3 separate regions of the Mus musculus genome follow, and regions 1 and 2 are each linked to region 3. Evidence: chromatin contacts called from public HiChIP or PLAC-seq and Micro-C data. All regions are on one chromosome and are shown on one strand. Each heading gives the region's core, a stretch centred on a gene start, on an enhancer-like site or on the middle of the called end of the contact. The rest is flanking DNA. Distances are from core to core; before and after follow the strand shown. Region 1 overlaps Wdr70 (WD repeat domain 70). Region 2 overlaps Wdr70 (WD repeat domain 70). Region 3 holds the start of Gdnf (glial cell line derived neurotrophic factor).

The links. Hi-C and Micro-C count contacts between places; a contact is called where the count stands out from the background. HiChIP or PLAC-seq counts read pairs in DNA pulled down with a chosen protein or histone mark.
Region 1: a contact with region 3 is called in a Micro-C map of muscle stem cells, with 4 times the contacts expected there. The contact joins the enhancer-like site here to the promoter of Gdnf in region 3. A contact is called at or near these places in 2 of 39 promoter capture datasets (the 3T3-L1 cell line and hippocampal neurons), 3 of 484 Hi-C or Micro-C datasets (the HL-1 cell line, the N1E-115 cell line and muscle stem cells) and 1 of 115 datasets of contacts at active chromatin or transcription factors (stem cell-derived neural progenitor cells).
Region 2: an H3K4me3 HiChIP or PLAC-seq map of embryonic limb bud shows a contact between it and region 3, with 2.4 times the contacts expected there. The contact joins the enhancer-like site here to the promoter of Gdnf in region 3. A contact is called at or near these places in 4 of 39 promoter capture datasets (the 3T3-L1 cell line, hippocampal neurons and liver), 5 of 484 Hi-C or Micro-C datasets (the F1.1 cell line, LSK cells, nephron progenitors and 2 more) and 4 of 115 datasets of contacts at active chromatin or transcription factors (embryonic limb bud, embryonic midbrain, forebrain and 1 more).

What each region holds. Positions count from the first base shown.
Region 1 is chr15:7,960,393-7,964,414 of GRCm38.p6, forward strand. The region is part of intron 10 of Wdr70 (WD repeat domain 70); the gene reads right to left. Among named protein-coding and RNA genes, the nearest start is that of Wdr70, 140 kb to the right of the region's middle. Within about 2 kb of position 2,694, at least 32 of the 459 cell types and tissues checked have an H3K27ac peak or open chromatin away from gene starts, as enhancers often do. A contact at or near this core is called in muscle stem cells, where this site is marked.
Region 2 is chr15:8,005,780-8,010,316 of GRCm38.p6, forward strand. The region is part of intron 9 of Wdr70 (WD repeat domain 70); the gene reads right to left. Among named protein-coding and RNA genes, the nearest start is that of Wdr70, 91 kb to the right of the region's middle. Within about 2 kb of position 1,817, at least 14 of the 459 cell types and tissues checked have an H3K27ac peak or open chromatin away from gene starts, as enhancers often do. A contact at or near this core is called in embryonic limb bud, where this site is marked.
Region 3 is chr15:7,814,247-7,818,690 of GRCm38.p6, forward strand. It overlaps Gdnf (glial cell line derived neurotrophic factor), which reads left to right and starts at 1,304. Exons shown (of 2, transcript NM_001301357.1): 1 at 1,304-1,519. The coding sequence starts at 1,369.

The DNA.
Region 1 (4,022 bases), core at 1,444-3,943, 150 kb after region 3:
GAGGACAACAGTGGGTTTTGGGAATCGAACATGTCATCAGACTTGGTGGCAAGCTCCTTTACCCACTGAGCCTCAATGACAGATGTGTTTTTTCAATAATCTTTTAATAAATAAATTTTATTTATATTTTAATATTTTATTTATGATTATGAATGTATTTAATATTTTATACTATATATAAATAAACTTATTTATACATTTATTTATGTATACTGATGCTTTGCCTGCATGTATGTCTGTGTATGGATGTCAGATATAAGAGATACAGACAGTTCTAAGCTAGGATGTAGAGGTGGGATTTGAACCTAGGTCTGTGCACTTAACTGCTGAGCCATCTCCCCAGTTCAGTACATTTTTTAAAATTTTTTTCCTCTTTTATCTTTTAGTAAATTTCTTTTCAAAAGAATGCTTACATTTGTTTCCTTGGAGACTGAACTGAACCCAGGACCTTGAGCTTGCTAGCACTCTAGCCCTGAGCCACACTCCCAGCTTCATTTTCTCCTCAATGTCATCTATGCATGTTTACGCAAAGACATGTCTGTATTTGGTCATAATATAAACGTAAAATGAGCCGGGCGTGGTGGCGCACACCTTTGATCCCAGCACTCGGGAGGCAGAGGCAGGCGGATTTCTGAGTTCGAGGCCAGCCTGGTCTACAAAGTGAGTTCCAGGACAGCCAGGGCTACACAGAGAAACCCTGTCTCGAAAAACAATCAATCAAGCAATCCATAAATAATAAATGTAAGATGTACAGCTTCACAGAGCACTGCTCTCTAGTCAATCTATGCTGGATCCTTAACTACTAGCTCTCTGCCCATCAGTGCTCTTCCCCCACAGAACACCGGTGACCACAGTAAAGCGACAGCTATCTATAAAGAAACCTGAGCTGGGAGTGGTGCCAAATACCTTCAGTCCAGCACTTAGGAGTTTGAGGGAGGCAGATCTCTGTGAGTTCAAGGCCAGCCTGGTCCATAGAAGAAGTTCCAGGACAGCCAAGGTTAGAGAGAAAAACCCTGTCTCAAAACAAACAACAACAAAAGACAACTGGTAAACGGTTAAAACATTTGGAAGCATTGAGGTTTAACAGAGTTTTGTTAAACCTTTAATTTGACTCTAACATACAAAGTTTCTGAGAAGCTGCAAGAAATGTGACCACTTACTAAGTCTTGGGTAATCAGCAGAAAGAAAACACAACAAAAGAAACTGAGAGGACTCGCAGAGCACTGAGCACTAAGTGCTGAGCAAGCTCCCCAGCAGCTGCAGCCCTCCTGTGGCGACCAATCAAAGAGCAGGTTAAGCCCAATGCACACAGGCACACCAGAGAACCCCTTCACAGTTTTGGCTCAGTCTCTGCTTTCTGTATATAAATGCCCTACTAGTGCATCTATTAAATGAACATTTAACATTTACTGTTTTGTTTATAATGCTTAAAACAGTAATGTTTGGCCTTGTCAGCTTACAAAATAAATCAGAGATGTCCTGCAGCTGAGAAACATGCCTCAGGAAGTATCTGTCTGAGACAGAGGTGTCCCTCCCTCATGTAGGCCTTCTAGAAACTACAGCCCTCAGCAGAGTCCAGCCATGTTAGACAGAGGACTGGAACAGCCTTACCTAGACAACTGCAAAGGACTTTACTTGTGCCTTAAAAAATGCCAAAAGATTTTTATTTAGTTATTCAGTTGGTTAGTTTTACTGAGCATTATCCCATATTACTGGTTGAAATAATAACCAAAATAAAAATTGTTCAAAAATCAGCTAAGAAGCACAAAATCAAGGCAAGTGTTCTCCATTTACTGGGATCCAAACTCTCAGCTACCTGCGTCTATTTACAATTAGAGCATTAAGTAATATGACAGGAGACAATAAAGTGTGATTTACACAATCATTTTCCAAATTAAGGCCATCTATTTTATTTTGTAAGGCATGATTTATGGCTGACAGTGCTGGTGTACACTAAGTCACTGCAGCCCTTGGGAAGAAAAAGGCCAGACAGGATTATACAGCTGCTTCCAGGCTAGTCTGAGATATGAAACCTATCTCAAGCAACAACAACAAAAGCATATTTTAATGTGATTTATCTTTAATACTCATGTGTCAACTTTAACCTCAAATATTCATCACATCCAAGTATCAGAACACCACCATTTTCATCCAGCAAACTGAACCTGAAATAGCTGCCAGTCTCCATGATCCATCCTCTCTTTATAATAACTCTCCATTCAGAATGGTTAGAATCATTCTTTGTAAAATATAAGCCTGACCATGTTATATTCTTCTCTTCAAATCCACCAATTTGACCCTTGGGAGAATCTCTTACCCCAGTCTTCTGCCCACTCCCCTATTCACCGTTCCCTTAGGATGAAGCTAGTTTAACAGTTTGACTCTAAGAGAAAAACAAAAGTTTGTGAATGTGGGAAGAATACCGGGCAGGCCTTGGCAGCCCTCTCTTTCCCCGTCTTAGACACAAGTTGCCCCACGGGAGTAATTTTCTGTTCCTGCCCTGTCTCTCTTCAGCAGCCCTGGCTAAGATCCCTGTGGACTACTGTCCCATTGCAGGAGTTAGTCTACAGGAATTTCTGCCTTTTCTCTATTCTGCCTCTAGTAGTGGTAAATTCTGGCCTTCATCCATCATGCTTGAGTAATGAGTGTTACTTTCCAATCTGTTTAGACCTAAGCAAGGAAGAAGATGACTAATTATACAGGCAACTACAAGCCCAGAACCCCCGAGCACATAAACGCCAGGCACATCCCCCTTGTGTGACTATACAAGATGATTCCTATTTCTTCACGAGGTCTTTAGAGCTGACACATCTTCTCCATAAACTCTTCTATTTTTGATGAATATTTGTCCAAATAAATTCGGACTAGCTTTACAATCAGGAAAAAAAAAATTAGCCAAACCAACTTTCTTTGATGGCCATTAAATAGAGCAAAGCTGGAGATGGGTTTCCAGAGTTGATCATGAGCTATGCTTTGGATAGTCTAATGGAACTGATGACAGGGCTATGAAATGACTGTCTCTAATTATGGTCACACATAATGTGAATGAGAATTCAAGGCCAGCCTGGGCTAAAGAGTAAGATACTTAATTTAGATACAAGTATGACAGCACATTCCTACAATCCTATCACTCAGGAATATGAAGCAGGGAAGTAATATGAGTTCAAAGCCACCCTGTACCACATAGTTTAAGGTTAGCTTGGGCTACATAGCAAGATCCTGTCTCAAGAAACCAGGGCAGAGGCAGGGGAGGAGAGATTTTATCCTGTCTGAATAACTCACTTTGTCTGAATTCAAAAAAGTCATGACAAAACAGTTTCATCATTCTTTTGAAATTAGTTATTTTCAGCACATTTCCACAAAATTATTTCTTTTCACTTCATAAAGTGATTTCCTAGGGCCACAGTTTCTGACTCTACCACTTATGGTCTGTGTAATCCTGGGAAAGTCATTATATTTTTAGCTTCTGTACCTGAATATTCTTATCTGAAACATCAGCTAACAATAGCACTTACTTCAGAGTATTATCCTACAAAGATCAAATGAATACACATATACGTGTGTGAGCATGTGAGTGAATTAAACACTTGGAACATACCTGGCACAAAGTTAATGTTTAATAAATGTTATCTTTTATGAATACCATATGTTGTGGAACACAAGTTGAAAATGCTCTTAGCACACTCAGATGATAATAATAAAGTTTGATTAAGCAATTTTAAAAGACCAATATAGCAACTGAGAATCAAATCAACTACATACAAAACCTATAGTGCTCTGATATTTTTTATTCATTTATTCATCGTCTCAATAAATGGTCTTGTAAGACATAAAGAAGCATCAGTTAAGGCACAAATCTCCTGACCTTATGAATCTTAGTGAAAGATGAAATGTCTAAGCCATTAAACAATAAATAAATGAATAAACAAATAAATAGGGCCCAGTGAGATACTCAGCTTCATTCCATCACGCATGAAGACCTAGTTGGAATACCATGCCCTAAAGGGTGAAAGAAGAAAGAC
Region 2 (4,537 bases), core at 567-3,066, 190 kb after region 3:
CCCTGGCATCACTACAAATGGCCACACAGTGGAGAAAATACCAAATGAAGGTTTGATGTCATTATGAAAATAATTCTGGCTTCAGGATCTCAGGGACCTCACTGATACATTTAAAAAGTTGCTGCGCCTAACAATCTTCTTCATCATTGTCTCCCATATATCCTCAGACAGTAGGTTTCATATACTTTGTTATCTACTACCCATATATCCTCAGACAGTAGGTTTCATATATTTTGTTATCTACTACCCATATATCCTCAGACAGTAGGTTTCATATATTTTGTTATCTACTACCCATATATCCTCAGACAGTAGGTTTCATATATTTTGTTATCTACTACCCAATTCACAGTTTGGAAAAAAAGGACATATGAATTGGTGGTTTTAATCTCCTAAATCTAAAACAAATTATGTCAAGGAATTGGGATGCTCTCAATTGCTTACTGTGACCAGTGGTGAGTCACCTCTGTCGGTGCCAACTTTTCTATTAGGAAAGCCAGGTAACAGACTGACTTAATGATTCCTGCCTCATACATCAGCATCTACAGAGAGATCTGTGAAACTCCACAGGCAGAAAAGAACCAGGGTGGGGCCACAGCTCAGGGGCAGAATTCAACTTCTTACAGTCAAAGGAAGTATCATTTTAAAAAGCAGCAGCAGCAACTGGGCACTTCTTGGGCTGAAAAATTTCTCTGACAAAAACAGAGAATTTTAGCAGGAGGACAGCTGTGAGTTTTAGGACAGGCTAGGTTCCATAACGGTTCCAAGCCAGCCTGGGTTACAGAGAAAAATCCTGTCTCAAAAAAGAAAAACAAAACAAAACAGCCACCAAAGACAACAAAAACACAGACCTAACATACAAAAAATTCCTCTCTGACCACCAATACAAAAAGATGCCACAGTCATTTTCACATAAATCTGATCATTATTTCCCCTTCTTAAAACTGCGAAGGGGGCTGGTGAGATGGCTCAGTGGGTAAGAGCACCCGACTGCTCTTCCGAAGGTCCAGAGTTCGAATCCCAGCAACCACATGGTGGCTCACAGCCATCCGTAACAAGATCTGACTCCCTCTTCTGGTGTGTCTGAAGACAGCTACAGTGTACTTACATATAATAATAAAATAAATAAAAATTTAAAAAAAAAAAAAAAAAAAACTGCGAAGGTTGACTAACATGTCTACCAAGAACCTACCTCACGCAGCTCTCTATTTTGTTCCCTCTTATTTAATAATGTCAGATTTTCTATGCCTGTCTAGGTTTTGTTGCTGTTTTACTGAGGAGTTTTTTGTTGTTGTTTTAAACAGGATATCACTTGAGCCCAGGCTGGTCTGGAACTCACTATGTAGCACAGGGTGGCTTCAAACTCGCAGCAAACCTCCTGCTTTAGCATTTCAAGTGCTGGGTTATACATCTGAGCACCATCACCCTCATCTTAAAGTGTGTCTGTTATAATATATACAATATATTATATAAAATACATAATATAATATATAATACATATACTATATAGTGCTGTTTACTACATCCAAAGAGGTATCTATCCTCTTAGCTGGGTGGTGGAGGTAGATGTTTTAATCTCATTACTAGGGAGGCTGAGGCAGGCAGAGATCTGTGAATTCAAGGCCAGACAGGTCTACAGAGAGAGTTCCAGGACAGCCAAGGATACACAGAGCAACCTCCTGTCAGTTTTTTTTAAAAGAAGAAAAAAGCACGCTCCTCTCCCTGAATACAAACAACCACTCTTTTTACCAAGCTAAGGCTAAGCATCGACTCCTCATAAACGCGCCCTCCAGACCGCTTTAGGCCCCTCGTAAATCTTAGTAACACATGGCATGCTTACACCTACTTGCTTTTTTTATGAGAATTTGTGAATGTCTACGGTATTATAAATCCTCGGGACTGTCTCATTTATCTAGTCTCTAGCTAAACCCATGCAATAGGCTGTCAATGAACATGCTAGTTGACAGGCAAGGCAGTTTTACAGCAAAAACAGAAAGGAATTGAGGAATCTAAAAACAATTTGGAAAAGCTATATTACTCGATAAAAAAATAACAAATCACGTAGATTATGAGAAAGGTTTGTAAGATGGTGCCTATTTGGACACATAAGGAAAGATGCCTGGGTAAGGTTAAATAGTAATTACTACATAGTTACATAGTATAAACAAAAAGCTGGTCCACTCCTCTGCTTATTAGATGTAAAGATAGACTTTTGTACATCAATTTCTGCTGGACAAAATATAATCTGTGAATCTTGATTTTTCCACAAAGATACTTTTTTTGACGGTTACTGTAGGACTCAGGGAACTCCGTGAGGTATAAACCAACCTGTATAATGCATATGTGCTTCATGATAAGCTGACACAGAGAACTTGTGTTTCATTCTAACTAACAGGTCCCAGCCCACTACAGAGAACCCAGTAATCAACAGTTTCTGAAACCTTCACATTTTCTCCTGCTTTGTTTTGTTACTAACAGGAAAGGTTTCTCCAGGAGAGAGCTGCTGGTTTTACTGGGGGCACAATTTTAAAGGCAGTAACAAAAGCTAACACTTCCATCAAGATAAATTTCAGAAGCATTATCACAGGAGGGACAGTTTACAAGACAGAAATAGCTAACCGAGTTGTATAAACTTACAAAGTTTAGGGAGAACTAGTAGAAAGGTCAACTCATTCTTCACACTTCCTTAAAAAGCGTGCCTGCTAACCTGCCACTCTAACTCATGGCAACAGGGAGCCAAAAGATGAGGACACGTGTCCAAGGAAGAGGTGGAGTCGGGGTTATAAGGCACAACAGAAAAATGGATTAAGAAATACAATGCAAATAAATTTGGTAATTTTGACAAGAATTCTCATTATATCCATGTCTTTGAGAGGAAAAATCCGTCAAAGCAAAAAGAACATATCTTTATCTTTATTTATGAGTTTCAAGAATTACAAAGTATATAATCTGTAAACACCTTTCATTCCCATTCCCATAACAAAATTCATTTTATGACTTCTCACAGGAGCACCATTCTTCCCACTCTCCTCCCCAGAAAGCAGCTAACACAGCACACACCGCAGCTGTCCTGGGAGCACACACGTTCATTTAGAAACGCAGGGACTGCGCCAGTCCATCTGATACTACCTTGACCAGTCCATCTGATACTACCTTGACCGAGAAATCCCCAGAAGAAATTCAAGCTACCTCTGTCAAATCCTGTTAATGGCATTCTAGTAAACAAACATACCCTACAATTTCTTGCAGACTTCCACATTCTTCTTTAAAAATAAACACGCAAATTAATGAACTTAAAACAACCATATAAAAATAGCTATTCTGAAATCTTAAAATTATATTGACATTTTTATATGAATCTCCAAAAAGAAAGAAAAATGCTAACTAGCATTTCCCCAGTTTATAATCCCTACATATGAATTATTCAGTATTGATGTTTCTTGGCCAAGAGAAATTGTTAATTAAAAACTGTAAAACTATATAGTGAACTACAAAACACTTGGAATTTATCAAACATTGATCCAACAGTTTTGAAGGTGTAAACATATTATGCTTGCTGCATACAGAATACAGCAACACAGAATGTGTGAGCATTCCCTGAATACATTGCATAAAATACGTAACGGTCAGTGTGGCGTTAAATGTCTTATCCCTGGACATATAAGGTAAAGTCTTATACCATAGTTTAATAAATCTCGAAAGTACTAGAAAAAGTATAAATTAAACAGAAGCTACTCAAGTATAATGGGGCCATGGACAAGGTTACTTCTAAATAACTTATCTGCTCAGAAATTCAATTCCTCCACAATATTTATTAACTTTTTTGAGTAAAAAAAAAAAAGTGAGTGGCAGCAAGAGTTCTCCATGTGTTTCGTTAGTAACCCTGGAAATAATGTCTCAGGTTTGAGTTATTACATATTAGATTCACAAGCAGACTCAATGATGTCACAAACAAGACATTTCAGCTTTAAAATCAAACATGAAATTCCTCTCTGCCTAGCATTTTAAAATACTTTAGGTTAGCATATATTTACTTTAAATCACTAAAAATCCAAAATACAATTAAAAAGTCTACAGGCAGTTCTTCTTGTGCACACATATGTGGTGCTAGAAACAGACCCAGGGCTCTGAACACATAGTACCAAAGAGGTTCTTTTCAAAGGACTTCCAGGGTTCTTTTCAAAGGACATCAAAATCGATGGGTAAATAAATCCCTAGTTTTGCTCTCACCAATTCCTAACAAAACATTTACTCTAAAGTCTCAACGTCTCAATAAACTGGCACTTTTCTAGGAACCAAAGTTTCACAGCAATGTGTTTCTTGATAGAAACTTTAGTGTTCCTTACAAAGTAAGTGAAATTTATAATGGAGCTAGGAAGATGTCATACAGCCAAGAGGGGCTGAGTTTGGTCCCCCAAACTCATACTGAGGGGTTGTGGAGCCAGACACAGCCGTACATCCAAGAAGTGGACACCGGAGGACAGCAGCGATGACTGACAAGACAGTCTAGTTCAATCAGTTCAATATTCATGAGAAC
Region 3 (4,444 bases), core at 54-2,553:
TGTGTGTGTGTGTGTGTACCTGAAAACTGATTTGCCCTCCCCCATTAAAAATGTCAAGACTGTTTTCTCAAAATGCATGATTTACCTGATTTGAGAATGCTCCCCAGCCAATTCCCCATGCTGGAACAACGGGACTTGTGAGTGACAGAGTACCACCATACCCGAAGTGATTCAATCTCTCTTCCCCCGTCTCTTTGGATGGGACTTTTCGCCAAGTGAACATAGCCTTCTTTATTAGCAAGCTCACCCCAGACTGCAAGGCCTTCTTCCTTTCTAGAGATGTGAGGTCTTAAGAGTCCAAAGGACTCGGTGTTCAGGACTCTTACTACGGTCCTGGGTCCTGGAGTAGCTAGGGGAACCGAAAGATAGCATCTCTGCTGAGAGGGACAGAATTAGGACCAAAACTTCACAAAGCTGCAAAACTAAAATCAAGGGCGTGTTCGGGTATACCACGGAGGGCTTTAAATGTCAAGATAGATCCAGTCGCCGCCTACTAACAGTGGTAAAACATTTATTGGGCACTTTCTGGACTTGTTCGTGAGTTAATGATCCTAAGAAGTGGAACTGGTATTTTAAGCCAAACCGATGCTTCCGAAGTTAAGTGACTTAACTTGGCACTTTTATGCAGGCCAGAGTCTGCAAAGTCACATGAACTTGTTCTGGTGACATTTTTTTCTTTCACTTAGCCAGGATGTTTAAAAGGTAGACAGAGGGAGGGCAAGTGTTTCCACCAAGCCTGAGCCTACACCCTGCCTAGTTAGAAGAAAGGTCCAGCCTGGGACAGATAGGTGAGCTTGATTTTAGTCCCAGAGGTAAAAAGCCTGTTGTTTGCATCAGCGAAAGGATGGCTTCCAGAGCTCACATATGGGAGTTGCTGGGGAGGGGAAGGGTGGTCTCTGTCTGTCGAGGGCCGGGCAAAGGTAGCCAGATGGGGGCTACCCCGTGCGCCCCCGCCCCCCGGGAATATGGGATGTCGCGCGAGCCAGTAGAAGCAACGGGCCCGGAGTTGTGGTATAAATTTATGTCCATAATCTGACCTCTGGAAGTTGGAGGCTGGAGGACCGAAGAGTGGTCAGCAGTGCACCCGTTGGGAATGCGAGCTGCACCTGGGGTGTACCAGGGATGAAGGAAGATGGGCGGGCAGTAAACCAGAACAAGGGCGGGGTGCTTAGGGAAGCACCGATCAAAAGCAGTGCGGGCGGAGAGGCTGTGAGTTGGGAGCAGGTTGGGGGGGGGGGCAGGGAAGTGGTGAAGAGGCTGCCCTGCAGTCAGCACCAGGGTCCTGGGCGTCTGAGCCTAACTTGCCTGGTGCGGTTCTCTTCCCCGCTGCCCGCCCGCGCAGGTGCCGCCGCCGGACGGGACTCTAAGATGAAGTTATGGGATGTCGTGGCTGTCTGCCTGGTGTTGCTCCACACCGCGTCTGCCTTCCCGCTGCCCGCCGGTAAGAGGCTTCTCGAAGCGCCCGCTGAAGACCACTCCCTCGGCCACCGCCGCGTGCCCTTCGCGCTGACCAGTGACTGTAAGAACCGTTCCCTCCCCGGGGGCATCATCCGGCGGACCCCAGGGCACCCTACCGCAGCATGCACGCACGCAGTCACCCGGGCCAGCCGGGAAGGTTGTGCGCCTCTCCACTAAGTGGGAAGGGCTGGGAGGCCCTTAAGGGTACTCAGCTGCATGCCGCTGCCCAAGGGTTTCCAGGCGCCTTGCAAATACAGAGGATGTGGAATAGTGTCCCTTTATCATTCTCATCAACAAATATCCCACTATCGCCACCATCACAACCACAACCAGGGCACACACACATTGCCCCCAACCCCTTACTTCCCTGCCCCTCTAAGAATACACAGCAGGATCTTTCTTTTAAGGCTATTTTACTGTGCCTTGCTAAAACCCTCTTGCATTTTCATCCTGAACTGCACTTGCAAGGAGTTTTGTGAGAAAGGCCAGCCAGAGAGAAAACACAGAAGGACCTCCATTTCCAGAGCTAGCATCTGCCTAGTGTCAATTCTGTTCAGAAGAGTTCTGCTATAGGAAGAGTCCAGGGTGACTAGTGCAAAGTGGACTGAAAGGGAGAAACGTTCAGAATGCACAGTGCTAACTCAAAAACAACAACCACAACAAACGCAGGGTACTCTTAAAACAAGTCTGTGATTTACTGCTCCAAAGCTAATGCCTTCTAGAAGCGAGCAATTACAACCTATCCTCCAGTCCTCAGAAGTCCATACGGGTAAAGTCAGATAGACAGGAAAGGAGTTACAGAGAAAATGAAAGTATCTAGGTTAAAAGGTGGCAACAGAAAAGTTGATACAATCTCAAAATACTCAGCGGCCACCCACCTCACCCCTTAGAACGAGTGGCTTTGAAGGTTTGCATTTGAAGTGCCCTGTGGTTATGACCACCAGGGAAAGCTTGAGTCAGCCCAGGACGTACAGAAACCCTTGGCCCTGGACAAGAAAACAGGCAGAATGTGGCAAGTGTTTCATTTCAACAACAAAAATGGCTTCTTGTATAAGGGTCAAAAAGGGGCGGGGGGGATAGAATTTTATAAGGATTTTGGGAGTGATTTGTGGTTTAAAAGGAACGTAGTTGGTCCCTTGAAATTCAGACCCAGACCTGTCAATTAAACTCATCTTTAAAGAGCCTCACTTCAATCCCAAGCTTAGGGCGTACAAATATTTCTCTGATTGAAATTCTAAATGCCCTCTGTTGTTGTCTTCATTTAACCATTGCAAAAGGGCAAACCAAAGGGACAGGGGCAGAGTGGCAGATAATAATAGTTCTCAAATTCAGGTATCAGTGGAGAGAACTCTGACTGTTTGATTGCATTCTGATTAATTCATGGGGGTTTAATTGCTATATTAGTATCCTGTCTACCGGGGCTTGCTTCCCACTAATTCTTCCAAGTTAATGGCTTTAGAACTCAGTGTGAACAGTTTACAGCTCCACGGAAGGAATGCCTTTCTTCTCCCACGTGCCAGTAGCTACCAGGATTGCTCCTTGGCCTCCATACTCCTGTCCTAACCATCCTTGGAGAATAGACTCATAAAAAGAGAGTGGAGTCTTCTAAGAATGCTAAAGGTTGTTGATACTGGATTGCATGCCAGGAGTCTAATTTAATGGGTTTGAGGTGTAGCCTGGGTGTTCAGACTTTTAGATGTTTCCCAGGTGTGTCTAGTGTTGTTCCCAAGGTTGAGTCACCAAAGTTTGATAACACCCTAGGAAAAACCTGAGGCTTCTGTGGGTTAAGCAGCCGTTTAGCAACCAAAATAGTATTGAATCCCATTGACTGCCTGGATCCCACTGGGAAGTGGGCAGGATTGCATCTCCCTTTCTCAAATGATACTAAAGCATCTATGGACAAGATTCTGACTACGATTTTGTTCAGGACAGCAGAATGCATCCAATTCTGCTTTGTCTATGGAAAGACCCAGTAGAACCTAGACAGAGAAATTACCCAAAGAGAAACTGAGCTGTGTTCTAAGCCAATTGACTTCTTTCCAGGTATGTTCAATTCGGCAGCAAGCTGTCAGTGCAGGGAAGGCAAAATAACGACAGTGTGCAGACTTTAAATATTCAACTAATGTCAGCACACCCCTAACACAGTGCTGACATTTATATCCTCACTGTACACAGAGCAACTGGCTAAGTCTTGTGTAGAAAACCATTAAATCATTGCATTTCATTTGAAAATAAAAGGTGCTATAAATTTTGGTCACTGTAGTTTCCTTCGGGTGCTTGGGATTTCATAATTAAGCAAAAGAGCCTCTGTCACAGTGACAGTCACTGTGCACTTTCCATAGAGACACTGGAACTGTGTCTTCCACTGCACACATTCACTCTTGAGACAGCATCTGTTCCCCTGGGTCCAGGACAAGTTAAACATCCCAAGTTCTATTCCAACATAGGAAAGCCAAGCAGATAGAATTAATAACTGACTTGCTTGTCTTGAGGTTGGCTATAAAATAAATGCCCCATGACCATTTTTAACTTACTCGGAAACTTGCTTGTAGCTTGCTTTTGGAAGCATCCAAGACTTTGTCTCTAGCCCCCTTGTTCATTTGTCTTTCTTCCTGCCTATCTTCTCCAAACGAAGATTAGAGATTGTGTGAGAGGTCTGTCGTTCAGGTGTCATAGCATTTTAAAGCTGAAACAAAAGGTTTCTGGTTCTGAGAGCTGAAAACATGAAATCCAAAGTGCCAAGTACCCCCGGTGGCAGTAGACAGGTCTTGGGACTCCGAGGCCAGTGTTTACCCAAACCACTAAGATACATTACGTATGGAAGGAACTCTATGGGGGTGGATGCCCTTCAACCAGTGACTAAAACTGATTGCTCAAGATTTTCAGAACTTATTGAAGATTCATTCATTATCGTCTTATGCTACATCTTGACTATCACTCTAACAACTAAAAGCATAAAATACGTACAATTTTAAATGTTTACATT